3 separate regions of the Anser cygnoides genome follow, and all the other regions are linked to region 3. Evidence: chromatin contacts called from public Hi-C data. All regions are on one chromosome and are shown on one strand. Each heading gives the region's core, a stretch centred on a gene start, on an enhancer-like site or on the middle of the called end of the contact. The rest is flanking DNA. Distances are from core to core; before and after follow the strand shown. Region 1 holds the start of TMEM52 (transmembrane protein 52). Region 2 holds the start of FAAP20 (FA core complex associated protein 20). Region 3 holds the start of RER1 (retention in endoplasmic reticulum sorting receptor 1).

Region 1 (3,692 bases), core at 328-2,827, 410 kb before region 3:
TTGATAGTATGTGACAGAATGCAAACTCTAAAAATAATGTCAGGATACATACAATGCAGGGTCTATGCCAGAGACCAATCTACTTGTGGCGAGCCCCCTGCCTTTCACTCACCACTACCTTTCCCCTCTCAGTGAAGCAGCCAGTGAACAGGATTGTAAAATCAGCCCGGGTTCAGAATGACAAACCAGCGCTGCAAGCTAACGGTGCCTTGTCCCATAAAAGGGAGCGAGCTGGGGACTGCGCGGGAGGCAGCGCAGTGCCAAGCCCTAACAAGCCCGTTCTGGGCAGTTGCCATTGTGTTCAAAGTTGTTTATTTAGGAAGAACAAACAAGCGCTACGGCTGAACTCGAGCGTACTCAGAATGGAAAGATGACATATCCCTAGATGAATGCTCTGTCCCGCCTGACACCGTATCTCCTCTGCGATGTGGTCATGCCACTGGTGGCTTTCATAAAAGAGGAGAAACCCTTTCCCACATCGCGTCCCATTACTTTACTGCAATTACTGCTCATAATATCTGTCAAATTACTCCGAGGTTAGTAAGATTAACAATCAACTTACCAGACATACCACAGACTTGTCCAGTTAGACATGTTCTGAGGGCATCTGCGAAGGAAGGTGGATAATTCACTGGTTTAAGTGTCTGCACTCAAACAGGGAACACATGACAAGGAATACATTTTTGAGTTGAAAAAGGAAAAGCAATCAATGGGGATAGGAACAAAAACACCCGTGATTTAGTTTCAGAGGACTGTTCCTCATGGTCGTAACATTACTCCAGCTGCAATCATACAAATCCCGCTGCGTAAGTGGGGTCCTGGGTGAAGAACTGTTTTCAAAGTGGAGCTTTGCTGTTGCTTAGGGGAGAGAACTACACATGCTGGATTCTCAGAACTACGAGGCAGTTATTTCACGTTAACCAGGGTGAAGTACCACAGCAAACACTCACAGAGTCTCAGAATATCCTGAGCTGGAAGGGACCCACAACGATCTTTGAGTCCAGCTCCTTAACCCAGCCTAAGATAACCTCCTATTTCTCCCAGTTATTTTTAAATTACTTTTTCATAGCTCCAGTGCTATGAAAGCTTCAATGCTTCATAGCTCCGTATCCCCCGTAGCTCCAGGAATGTTTTATTCAGAGCTACGTACGTACAAAGCGAAGGGGAGAGCTTCCGACACGTTTCAGAGTGCGGCCGCCCCGGCGGTGCTGCAGGTGGCAGGGGGCTGCAGGGGCCGGCGGGCGCCTGCCGGCTGCCTTTGCAGAAGACCCTGGGGAGGCGCAGCAAGGCCAGCCGGGCCACGTCTGCGAGCCGGTGCGGGTCTGGGGGCTAAAAAAAGCAGCACTGGACGGCCAGGAGCGAGCCCCTCTCTGCTCAGCTAAGGTCACTGGAGCGGGGTGGGCGCAGATTCGCCCGGCGTTGGGTACTCACCGGTCGGAGCGCCTCCAGCCGCGGGCAGGAGCCCGGAGCGATGCCAGCAAAAGGCAGGAGGAGAGGAGAGGAGAGTGGAGAGGAGCGTGGCTGGGGGCCGCCTCAAGGGCGAGCGGGGCCCGGAGGCGGCAGCGCCGGGGGAGGAGCCGCCGAGGCGGGGCCGGGGCCAAGCTGCTGCGGGAGCGGCCCCGGGGGCGCCGGCCCCGGGGGGTGCGCTCTGCTCCCGGCTCCGGCTGGGCCGCCTGGGGGCTGCGGCTCGGCGCTTCTCAGGGGAGGCCGGCCGCAGCTTTGTGTGCTGAACACACTTCTGCCTCTGCAGTGTCCGAGAGATGGTGGAGGAGTCGTGGAAAGGGATCGAAAAGAATATTTAAAAAAAAAAAAAAAAAGGTTTGGAAAAGCAGAGCGCTTCCCTTTGTAGAAAGTCTTTTTAAAACGCACAGAAGATAAATGAAAAGGCATCATCTACTCCCTGGAAATGCGCTTGCTCCAAAATAATTTAACCGTGCTCAACATTTCAAATGTATAAAGATCTACATGTTGTTATGTCTACCTTGCAATGGTGTTGATACTATTTGGTAGAAACTTTCCAGAAACTATTTCATTACTTCAACTATAGCAATCATTACAGCAGCTTTTCTCCCTTCTAAACGACAGCTTTTCTGCAGTTCCCGTCACGGTGAAGCCCAGCTGCTCTAACAGGACTGCACGCAGCCCATCACGTCGAAACGCTCCCCTGGCTGGTTACAGCAGTCCTGCCCTCATCAGGGAAGAGCAAAACATACATCAAAGGTCACCCACATCCACCGTGTATGAATGAACACGGATTATTTCTGCTTCAGAGTAGGTGACTTAAAGGTCAGACACCTTGGCAGCACCGATACAGCAGAGGTCAGTTACATGGCAAAACCCCCCATGCCAGCCCGTGTGACAGACGATCAGAGTCACGGTGGCCGTGCTATATGACTGGGTAAGCAACAAAAAAGACAACTAGAGCTAAAAAGCAGGGAACTAGTTAATGGATTATGAAAGGTTTTAGTTGGAGAACAAAGGGGAATATCAACTAATACAAGAACATTTTGCTGAGGCCCCTGGTATTCAGGTCCCTCAGTGGTCTGTATTTGGCTGCTTGTATAAAACCTCCTGCAAGTAATAAGTGTGACAAAACACAAGTTTTATTTATTTATTTTTCCCTGAGATTTTAGCGCAACAAGAGGGAATGTATTTGGACTTGAGTTGACAGAGGTTTCTTCTGCAAGCAGCATGGATCGGCGCCAAAACACTGGGAGCAACGACAGACCCAGTCGCTTGAAAGTACTGGGTTCAGTGGTTCCTTCTCCAGCTGATAGAACTGAAGACCAGTGCTCTGAGGATCAGTAATGTCATGTGTTGCTGACTGGAATACTTTCCTACAGGACCACCCAGGGTCATGGGGTCATTGCTCACTTAGGAAAAGCTCCGTTCATAAGCGTGAAGCAATCTCTGAAGTCACTGGGTAAGCCCAACATGTATCGATGAGAGGTGCATGACTAGTGCATGAGAGGTGCATGATTCTGTCACTTCCTTTCTGTTTTATGAATGAGCTAGGTGCAGCTTCTAAGGATTATAAAAATCATACATGGCTATGAAATGCTTTCTTATTAAACTAGAGCTGGATGAGAACCAAGAAGTATTTAGATACTTGCTTCTCTGAAAGTAGAGGAGTTTGCATCTGGCCATCCAAGAGCAATTACAGACGCAAAACTCAGTCTGAAAGTGTAATGTTCAGAAGTACAGTTACAGGAGCCAAAACCTTACCCCTCTGGAAAACTTTGATGCATTTCTGAGGATAGATTTTCAATATTATTCTCACAGTAAGGGCTCCATCCTTCCTAGAGTCTTCCAACATGAAAACACAAACATCAGATCACATTTAGCTTTTCCTGGCAATTTTGATACCAAATGCACTTGTGATCATTGCTGGCCTGCTTTGGAAGCACAGCACTGAACAGGATTTTTTGTTTCTTCAAGAGAGAACTTGCATGAAGGTTCAAGCTGCTGTGTTGAGCTTCTGGTAGTTGTGAGCTTGGCATGAAGCCACGCAAACGTAATGCAAGAGGGCTCTCAGCTGTCTTCACCTGATGTCCTCAAGGAATTACCAACAAACCCACTATTTTTAGTTCAGCTTGATGTTTCTAAATTAGCAGCAGAATTGTTTCCTATAGTCACTCGTGTCAGTCAATTTTCCATTTCCTGTATTTTCATATCCATTATATAAAATAATT
Region 2 (3,784 bases), core at 346-2,845, 280 kb before region 3:
GGCTATGTGTGGTGATCCCTTTCATTAATGGCTAAGCACAATGTTAAGATTTTTATGACTGCAAATTGGTGTAACTCTACCATTTGCACAACACATTTCCATTCTTACCTATTTTCTCTTGATCAAGTAGCACTATATGTGCTAAAATGAGTATTATATTTGACAACTTTAACATGTCAAACCACCAAGAGGTACATAAAAAGTATTTGTCAGTAAGAGTAAGTACACAAACGCAGACTTTTCAGTCTAAAAGAGAGCCAAGGCTCCCTGTAGAGGAAAAAAAATAGCTGTTTATTATACCATTTGTTCACCAAGGGAACCTCTGTCTAGCCTACAGCACGATTTTTCTAGAACACAAATTATTTAGCCCATCAACTCATTTTATAGTCTACCATGACTTATGTAACCATTACAGCTTTCAGTATCACTCAATTTTTAAAAAGAACATCTAAAAGCCTTACTTTCTACTTATAACAAATGAGATATAGGCATTTATTAGTCTTTACTTCCAAGTGAAATAGTTAAGCGTAGGCACGGTGTTTTCTTCTCAAAGACTGAACTTGACACCAGCTGAGCACAGAAATCATGGAGTGTTTGCAGTGAGGAGGGAAACCGCGTTGGTTCCTCTGTGTGCTTGGCTGTTCCCACGTGGCACTCTGAAATTACTGATTAGCTTTCTAAACAACTTGATCTAATCCTTCCTAGGAAGGCATTAGAAAGGATTAACTATAAAGCAAGCATAAAAAGGTTTTTATGTTAGTAATGCTGTATAAAAGCCAATCTGAAGAGAGGGATGGGTTGTCAATGTGGGAATTCTAGTTCCAGTGTTCCCACTTCAACCGTTGCATTTTCGTGGGTCACAGTCCAGGAATGATGCTGCACGATGAAGAAACCACAGACAATTATTACAAGCCATCAAAGAGAGGAGAGAGCAGCCTTTTGAAGCCTGTTTTTGGAAGGGGCGAAGCTGACTGCACACTTGCTCATCCTAACAGGCTGGAACAAGACCTGAACCCTACCTCTTCAATCCTTTTCTCAACCCTCCGTTACTAGAGGGCTGGAAAATAAATAAATAAATGCATAAAAATATTTCTGGTCCCTGTGAGTCTTATTCTGAAGAAAAAATAAATAAATTAATTTTTATAAGCGAGCATTCCTCACAGGCTCCACACTTGGGGGTGCTGCTTGGTGCCAAGGAACGTGCAGAAGGCACAGGGCCCGGCGCACTTTAACGAAGTGCAGTCGACTTAATTTTCTTTAGGACACTTCGGGCGGCGTTTTATGAAGTAACTTTTCACGCTACCAGCAACGTGCTGGCGGCACGACCGCGGCGTGCTCTGAGGGCGCGGCCGCGCTCGACCCTCGGCCGGGGACGTGAGGCTGAGGCGGCCCCGCTGCTCCGCGCCCCCCCCCGCTGTCCCCGCTCCTGAGGAGCCCTTTCCCCGTCCCGCCCGGACTCACTGGCGCCGCCGGGGGGGCTCCAAGCCAGGGCTGGGCTCCCGGCTGTAGGCTGCCGGCGCCTTCCTGGGTTTGAGGCGCAGTTTGGCGGCTCCTTCCTCAGCCATGGCCGCGGCCCGGCCTCCCCGCTCCGTCAGGGGGCGGTGCTGGGCGGGAAGGCACCGCCTCAGCGCTCCCGCTCCGCCATGGGGTCCGCCCTGAGGTGACAGGCGGCCGGCTCGGCTCCTAGTACCCGCAGCTGCGAGGTGCTTGTCCGGCTCTTTAGTGTTGGGTTTAGACCTTAAGTTTTATACGGGAGTAGTGTTTTGGAGATGGGGGGCGCTGGACGAGGCCCGTCCGCGAACGCAGCGTGCTCAGGCCTGGCGGGAATGAGGGAAATGGGGCTTGGGACGAGCCCCACAAAATGGCTGTGGGCTCGGCGGTGTTCCTCACCATCAAATAATTGTTGTACCGACACCAAAGAGCTGTTGGTACGTGGCTGAAGCCAAAATATGCTAATTCAAAAAGTAAAGTAGATTGGGAATGCGTCTCTGATCTAGTTCCTTCGGGAGAAGTGACGCTGCTTGTCTTTTCTGGCAGGAATGTCGCTGGATGACTTGAAATAAAACACGTGTAAGAGCTGAGCCATAACTGGTAGTTTTTGAAGTTGATAGACGCGCTAATCAGGCTGGAGCCTTTCGGAATGCAGCCGGCAGGGAGTAGTCTGTCAGCGCCTTTCTCCGTTCCCCAACAGGTAAAAGGGTCAGAAAGTAACTGCTGATTAAATTCTTCATGATCGTTATGAGAATAATTGTAGTATGAGGAAACAAACATCCCAGTTTTTCTGATAGTAGGCCCTTGTAGGGGGGAGCAGGTACACAGCAATCTTTTTTGTAAAACTTCCTAGGCCCAGATAAGGCCACGTTCCTTTTCCATAACGGAGGGAGAGTTCAGATCTGATTTCACAACAGCAGATCCTAATTGAAGAAGACAAAACAAAAAATATTTTGTTTTGTTTTGCTTTTACTTGCTGGCCTTGGTGACTGTGCTGTAATTCACGTCACACCACTGATAATCGCCACTTGGCGGCAGCAAACAATATGGAAACCTTGCTTTAAAAAAATCTGAGGGGCAGTGAAAGCTTTTTTTTTTTTTTTGACTGAGCTCATTTCTGCAGGGATTTGTACATATTTCTAGGTGTGTGTATCTATGCTAAGGATTGCTTAAGCCACAGGGTTTCTTCCCTTGCTCCTGAGATGTTTGTGTTAGTGTTTTATACATCTTACGACCCCATGCATGCTAGTTTGACGGCCTCTGCTCCTAAATCATGCATTGTACTAACAGGTTTGTTCTGTTAGATGTGACTTTTCCAAAAAGAGACATCCGAAGTGTTGTCTGTTTTTCATGCTGAAGGTGTTGCAGTGTGTTACTGTTAGTACTATGACTCATGCATTATAACATTTGCAAAAGCTTTATTATGGATGAGACTAAAAAATCGGTTATTGTACAAAAAGGGCCACAAGTGAAAGAATATAATAAAACGAACAGTGAAAATTATTACTGTAGCCAATGATTGTAAAAGCAAAAGAAAAAAAAAAAAACTTGCATCCGTAGCAACTGTAGCTTGTAGTTTTTGATTATTTTGTGGATTTGACCAAAAACTTGGTACAGTAAGATTTTTTAATTGTTGTCTGTTTAATACATACCTATTACAGCCTTTGAAGGCAGGCACATTAATTAATGTTGTCATTCTTGTTCTATCTGTTGCTGTAACTACTGTAGATATTAAACTAGTGTTCTAGAAATGTCTGTCCATTGTCTGTACTCAGTATTTTTACTCTGCATCTGTTCAGAATTAATAATGTACTTACTGTAGCAGGAAGGTGAAGTGTAGAACAGGACCTGTTCTCGGTTCTGCCATGTTGGACAAGATCATTTCTATTGTTTCCTCCTCTGACATGGAAATCCAATTGCTTCTCACTTGATTTTGGGTCTTGCTGAATTTAATAATGATAATGTTTTGCAATCTTAGAAAAAATTTCTCATAAAAATGCAAAGAGTAGTCTTTATCATCAGCAGCCTTGACTGGGTTTTAGCCAATGGTCAAAGGATTTGAGCTTTTGGAGGCTAGAATGCTTCTACAGATTATCTTTAGGGATTTCCTTGTAAATGGAGTGCCAGCATGTGTAGTTATCTACTCCCTGTAGAGCCTCATCAAGCTGCACACGCTTAATCTTTGCTTACATGTTCCCTGGTTTTTGCTGTAAATTGGGCCTCAGTTTTAACTTTTGCTCTCAGGAAGAAGGGGCTATTATAACAAATTCTAATCCTTTTGCAATTCCACGAT
Region 3 (3,580 bases), core at 416-2,915:
GTCACCCTTTATTTTCTATGTCGGCCCTACAGATCGTTGACCAGAGTGATTAGGCAGATGGAGAAGTCACCAACTTATTGTACACGAATAAACAGAAACAGGAAATTTTGGTGCAACTTGATGGGACAGAGCTTTGAGTTTGCTTCTTTCTGCTCGGGATACCAGGAGAGAGATGAATTAATTAAAATATTCTCTTGGTAAGTCATACAGGAGATGTCCCTCCATAACAGATAGTTTATTCAAGTTCTTTAAATCCTTTGATAGCTTTGGCCTGGTGTTGTGGAGCACTTCATATGAGCATGTCTGCATCTGTATACATCTTTGAAGGACTGAGACTTATCAAAAATTGACGATACATGTGACTGGTTTCTACCGTTAATACATTTGATTAACTTTCTGAGGTAATTGAATTCAGCCTAAGTTGAGAAGCCAGCAAGAAAATCTGAAAAACATGACTTTTCAACAAGTGTCATGAAAGACCATCAGCGTAGAATAAATCAGCTTGGCAGCTTTGGGTATGCATTAAAATTTAAGGGGATAAGGACCTATTTAATAAAAAGATACATAATGTTTAACAAGTAAAAAGGCTCACGTGTTGATGTCCTGTATTGAAATCTGTTCCCTGTAATTTCTGCACTGAGAAACTTGCCCTCACAGTCACTTCTATCCTTGGAGAACAGCTGGTCACGGCCTAGAAAATATCACAATATATTGTAAAATTGCAATTTCCAACCATTCTCCACATACAAATGTCCACCTCTGTTTTTGACAAGTGTTGGAACTGTCTCATATTTTTCTCCTTTATATTATTAAATTTAGACCATGTTGTTAGCACCTTCACATGCTTTGGACTCACCTACTCAACATCTTAGCATCTAAACATCGACACCCAAAGGGATTTACAAAGTATACGAAGGCAGAAACCCTCCACTGATGAAACCAAACTTCTCCCTACTGCCTCTCCCAGATTAGAGTTTTAGAAACTCTTGAAACCAAGGATTTGACTTCCACAGCAGTCTGCAAGTTCCACCGCTGCATTCGCTTTACAGCTGATTTATTACACTGTTTAAAAAGATATAAGCAAGGGGTGCTACGTTTGCCTTCCTGTTGTTATAGCATAACAGGTTTAGAGACTATAAAGGACACTGTATTTTAAAAAAGAGGAAAATGAACGTACTGGTGAGAGCTGAGCTTGTTCATACTCTGCCGGGATGCCCTGTGCTGAAGGAGAGGCTGGCTGAAACCCCTCCAGCTGTACAGAAGGAGCAGATGGAAAACCAAGCAACTGCCCTTAGAAAAGTGGTAAGAATCATAGAGTAAGAGCCCCAGGAGTACTGCTTTTACTCAGGGATATGCATTTCAGAGTTTCACTACGAAACGCTCTGACGGGGCTAACTGACAGGAGCCCGCTGCGGGCGGGAAAGGCGGGAAGCGCGAGCCCCTCAGCGCCCCTCAGGGCGTGGTCACGTGCCACCGCCCCCAACGCCCCGCAAGCACCGCCTTCCCGCCCGCTCCGTGACCCCGCCCCCAGCCCCACCCGCCCAGCGCTCATTGGCTCGGCAGCGGGAAGGGCGTGGCGTGCCTGCCCCTCGGGCCTCCCCGCGCCATCTGCGCATGCGCCGCCGCCCCTCGCGGCGTCCTCCCGCCTTCCCCCGGTGGCCGCCAATGGCGGGTTGGCAGCTAGCCCCGCCCCGCCCCTCCCGGCGTGTCCCGGAAGCGGAAGCGGGCCGGCTGCCCTCCTGCCGCCATCTTGCGGCGGCGGAGGCGGGGGGCGGGGGCGGAAGGCAGGGCCCGGCGCGGCCGCCGGTGAGTAGCGGGGACGGGCGGAGGGGAGCGGGGCGGCGACTCCGACATGGGCACGGGCAGCACAGGGGGCAGCCCCAGCGACGCCCGGGCCCCCCGGGCCCGGTCCTGGTCCTGGTCCTGGGGCCCCCGGGCCCGCTCCGCCCTCCCAGCGACCGTTGCCGCACCCCGGGCCGGGCCGCTCCCGGTGGCGGGGCCGCTCCCGGCCCCGCTCTGCCCCTCCCCGCCCCTCCCCGCACCGCTTGTCTCTTTTATTTTTTTCCTTTTTTTCCCCGCTTGGTTTCTTTTGGGGCCGTTGTTCGGCTGCTTTGGTTACGGCGGTGTCCGGGGCGCCGGGTCCGCGGTGACAGAGCCGGGGGTCGCTGCCCGGTGCCCGTCTCCCGGCCCGTTCCGTGCCCGTCACCTCGGGCGCTGCTGGGCAAGGAAGCTTCCCTCACGAGATGAGGGAACTCGTATAAACTGCAGCGCTGCTTTTCCCAGTCACCTTCTTCATTTCTGCGTTAAGGAAATCCGCGTTCTGGTCAGAGGTTTCCCTGAGAACCCGGCAGCTCTCAGGGTAGCGTTGCACCAGCTGAGTTAAATGACTTCTGGCCCCAGGTCATGGCATTTTTGACAACTCCACGGTGCAGTGACATTCGTAATGATGTTGCCATAATAACTGCGGTTGAAAACACGTAATAGTTGGAGAGCTTGTGTTCACCCTCTCGGTATTTCTCATCAGAGAAAAACTTTTTGATACAGTTTAGTTTGGGTACGGTTCTGCTTCCTGCTTGTAGCAACCCGTTCGTTTGTTTCTTGTGTTAATCTCTGCGTGTCTTTCTGATCCTTGGCATTGCTGGTCTGGCTGGAGTGTTGGCACTGCTCCTTGTGCCGAACAGTGAAGTTTTGTGCCACATTCTGAAAGAGGAATTGCTATTGTTTGGGTTTAATTGTGCCCCTACACCACTGAGATCTGGCTTGGGTCCTTAACTGTAAGCCAGCTCCAATGCCAAAGATCGCTCTCCTTGGTTCTTGTTTTATTACAGGTCTTCTTTAAGTAAATATTGTAAAGCGGTGAGAAATAGTAAGTTAAATTCTTCAGCTCTGTCATGTGATGCTTTACTCTGTGCTGCTGAAACTGAGCCAGTGGGGGCTCTTCTGGGACACAGCACTAGCTGCTTGTGCTCCTTGGGCTGCTGGGGAAGAACTGCCCGCAGGATAAGCCGGCACATGTAATCCAATGTGTTACAACTTTTTACACCAAGCAAAGTGTCTGCCCCCTCAGGAAGCCATGGGTAGACTCGCATACCTAATCTGTCACTGGGTTTGCATAGGTTAACGTTTGCAGGATTGGCACGTCAGGTCTGCTGCTGGCACAGATTTGGGGCGTGCGTAGCTGTAAAATGACCGGTGGGAATATGAGCGGTTTGATGTTTGACATCGTTAGAGAATTGTCATCTGATCAATTGATCGGATGTTTTTTATTATGCCCTTATATTCCTGGACGTTTCAAACCCACCCCAAATAAAGCACAAAGTGCTGCTCAGCTCATAGTGCTGAGTAATTTCTTTCCTCTGCAGTGCAGGGGATGGGGAGCATAATAATTACTACCTTTTTGCCTGTAATGAAAGTGTCCATATCTGTTCTGTGTGAGTTTCTACTTGATTTTTTTTTTCCGTAGTAATGTTTCACAGATCTGTATGGTCACGTGAAGCACTCCGGCTATCCCAGAGTTGTAGTCCCACCCACAGAAGGGGACTCCAGGAAGTAATGTCAGGGATTACTTCTGATGATGTGG

Evidence for each region. A called contact is a pair of places that touch in the nucleus more often than the background predicts.
Region 1: a contact with region 3 is called in a Hi-C map of liver, with 4 times the contacts expected there. The contact joins the promoter of TMEM52 here to the promoter of RER1 in region 3. A contact is called at or near these places in 4 of 7 Hi-C or Micro-C datasets (granulosa cells and liver).
Region 2: a Hi-C map of liver shows a contact between it and region 3, with 2.0 times the contacts expected there. The contact joins the promoter of FAAP20 here to the promoter of RER1 in region 3. A contact is called at or near these places in 4 of 7 Hi-C or Micro-C datasets (granulosa cells and liver).

Annotation. Positions count from the first base shown.
Region 1 is chr23:6,337,385-6,341,076 of Taihu_goose_T2T_genome, forward strand. It overlaps TMEM52 (transmembrane protein 52), which reads right to left and starts at 1,578. Exons shown (of 4, transcript XM_048067562.2): 1 at 1,432-1,578; 2 at 563-644. The coding sequence starts at 594. It overlaps LOC106044613 (a long non-coding RNA gene), which reads left to right. Exons shown (of 5, transcript XR_010826388.1): 5 at 2,086-3,692.
Region 2 is chr23:6,469,779-6,473,562 of Taihu_goose_T2T_genome, forward strand. FAAP20 (FA core complex associated protein 20) reads right to left here and starts at 1,596. Exons shown (of 4, transcript XM_048067550.2): 1 at 1,462-1,596. The coding sequence starts at 1,565. SKI (SKI proto-oncogene) reads left to right here and starts at 1,583. Exons shown (of 13, transcript XM_013194725.3): 1 at 1,583-1,703; 2 at 2,038-2,191.
Region 3 is chr23:6,750,207-6,753,786 of Taihu_goose_T2T_genome, forward strand. RER1 (retention in endoplasmic reticulum sorting receptor 1) reads left to right here and starts at 1,666. Exons shown (of 8, transcript XM_048067548.2): 1 at 1,666-1,806. It overlaps LOC106044615 (a long non-coding RNA gene), which reads right to left and starts at 1,495. Exons shown (of 18, transcript XR_010826377.1): 1 at 1,178-1,495; 2 at 593-691.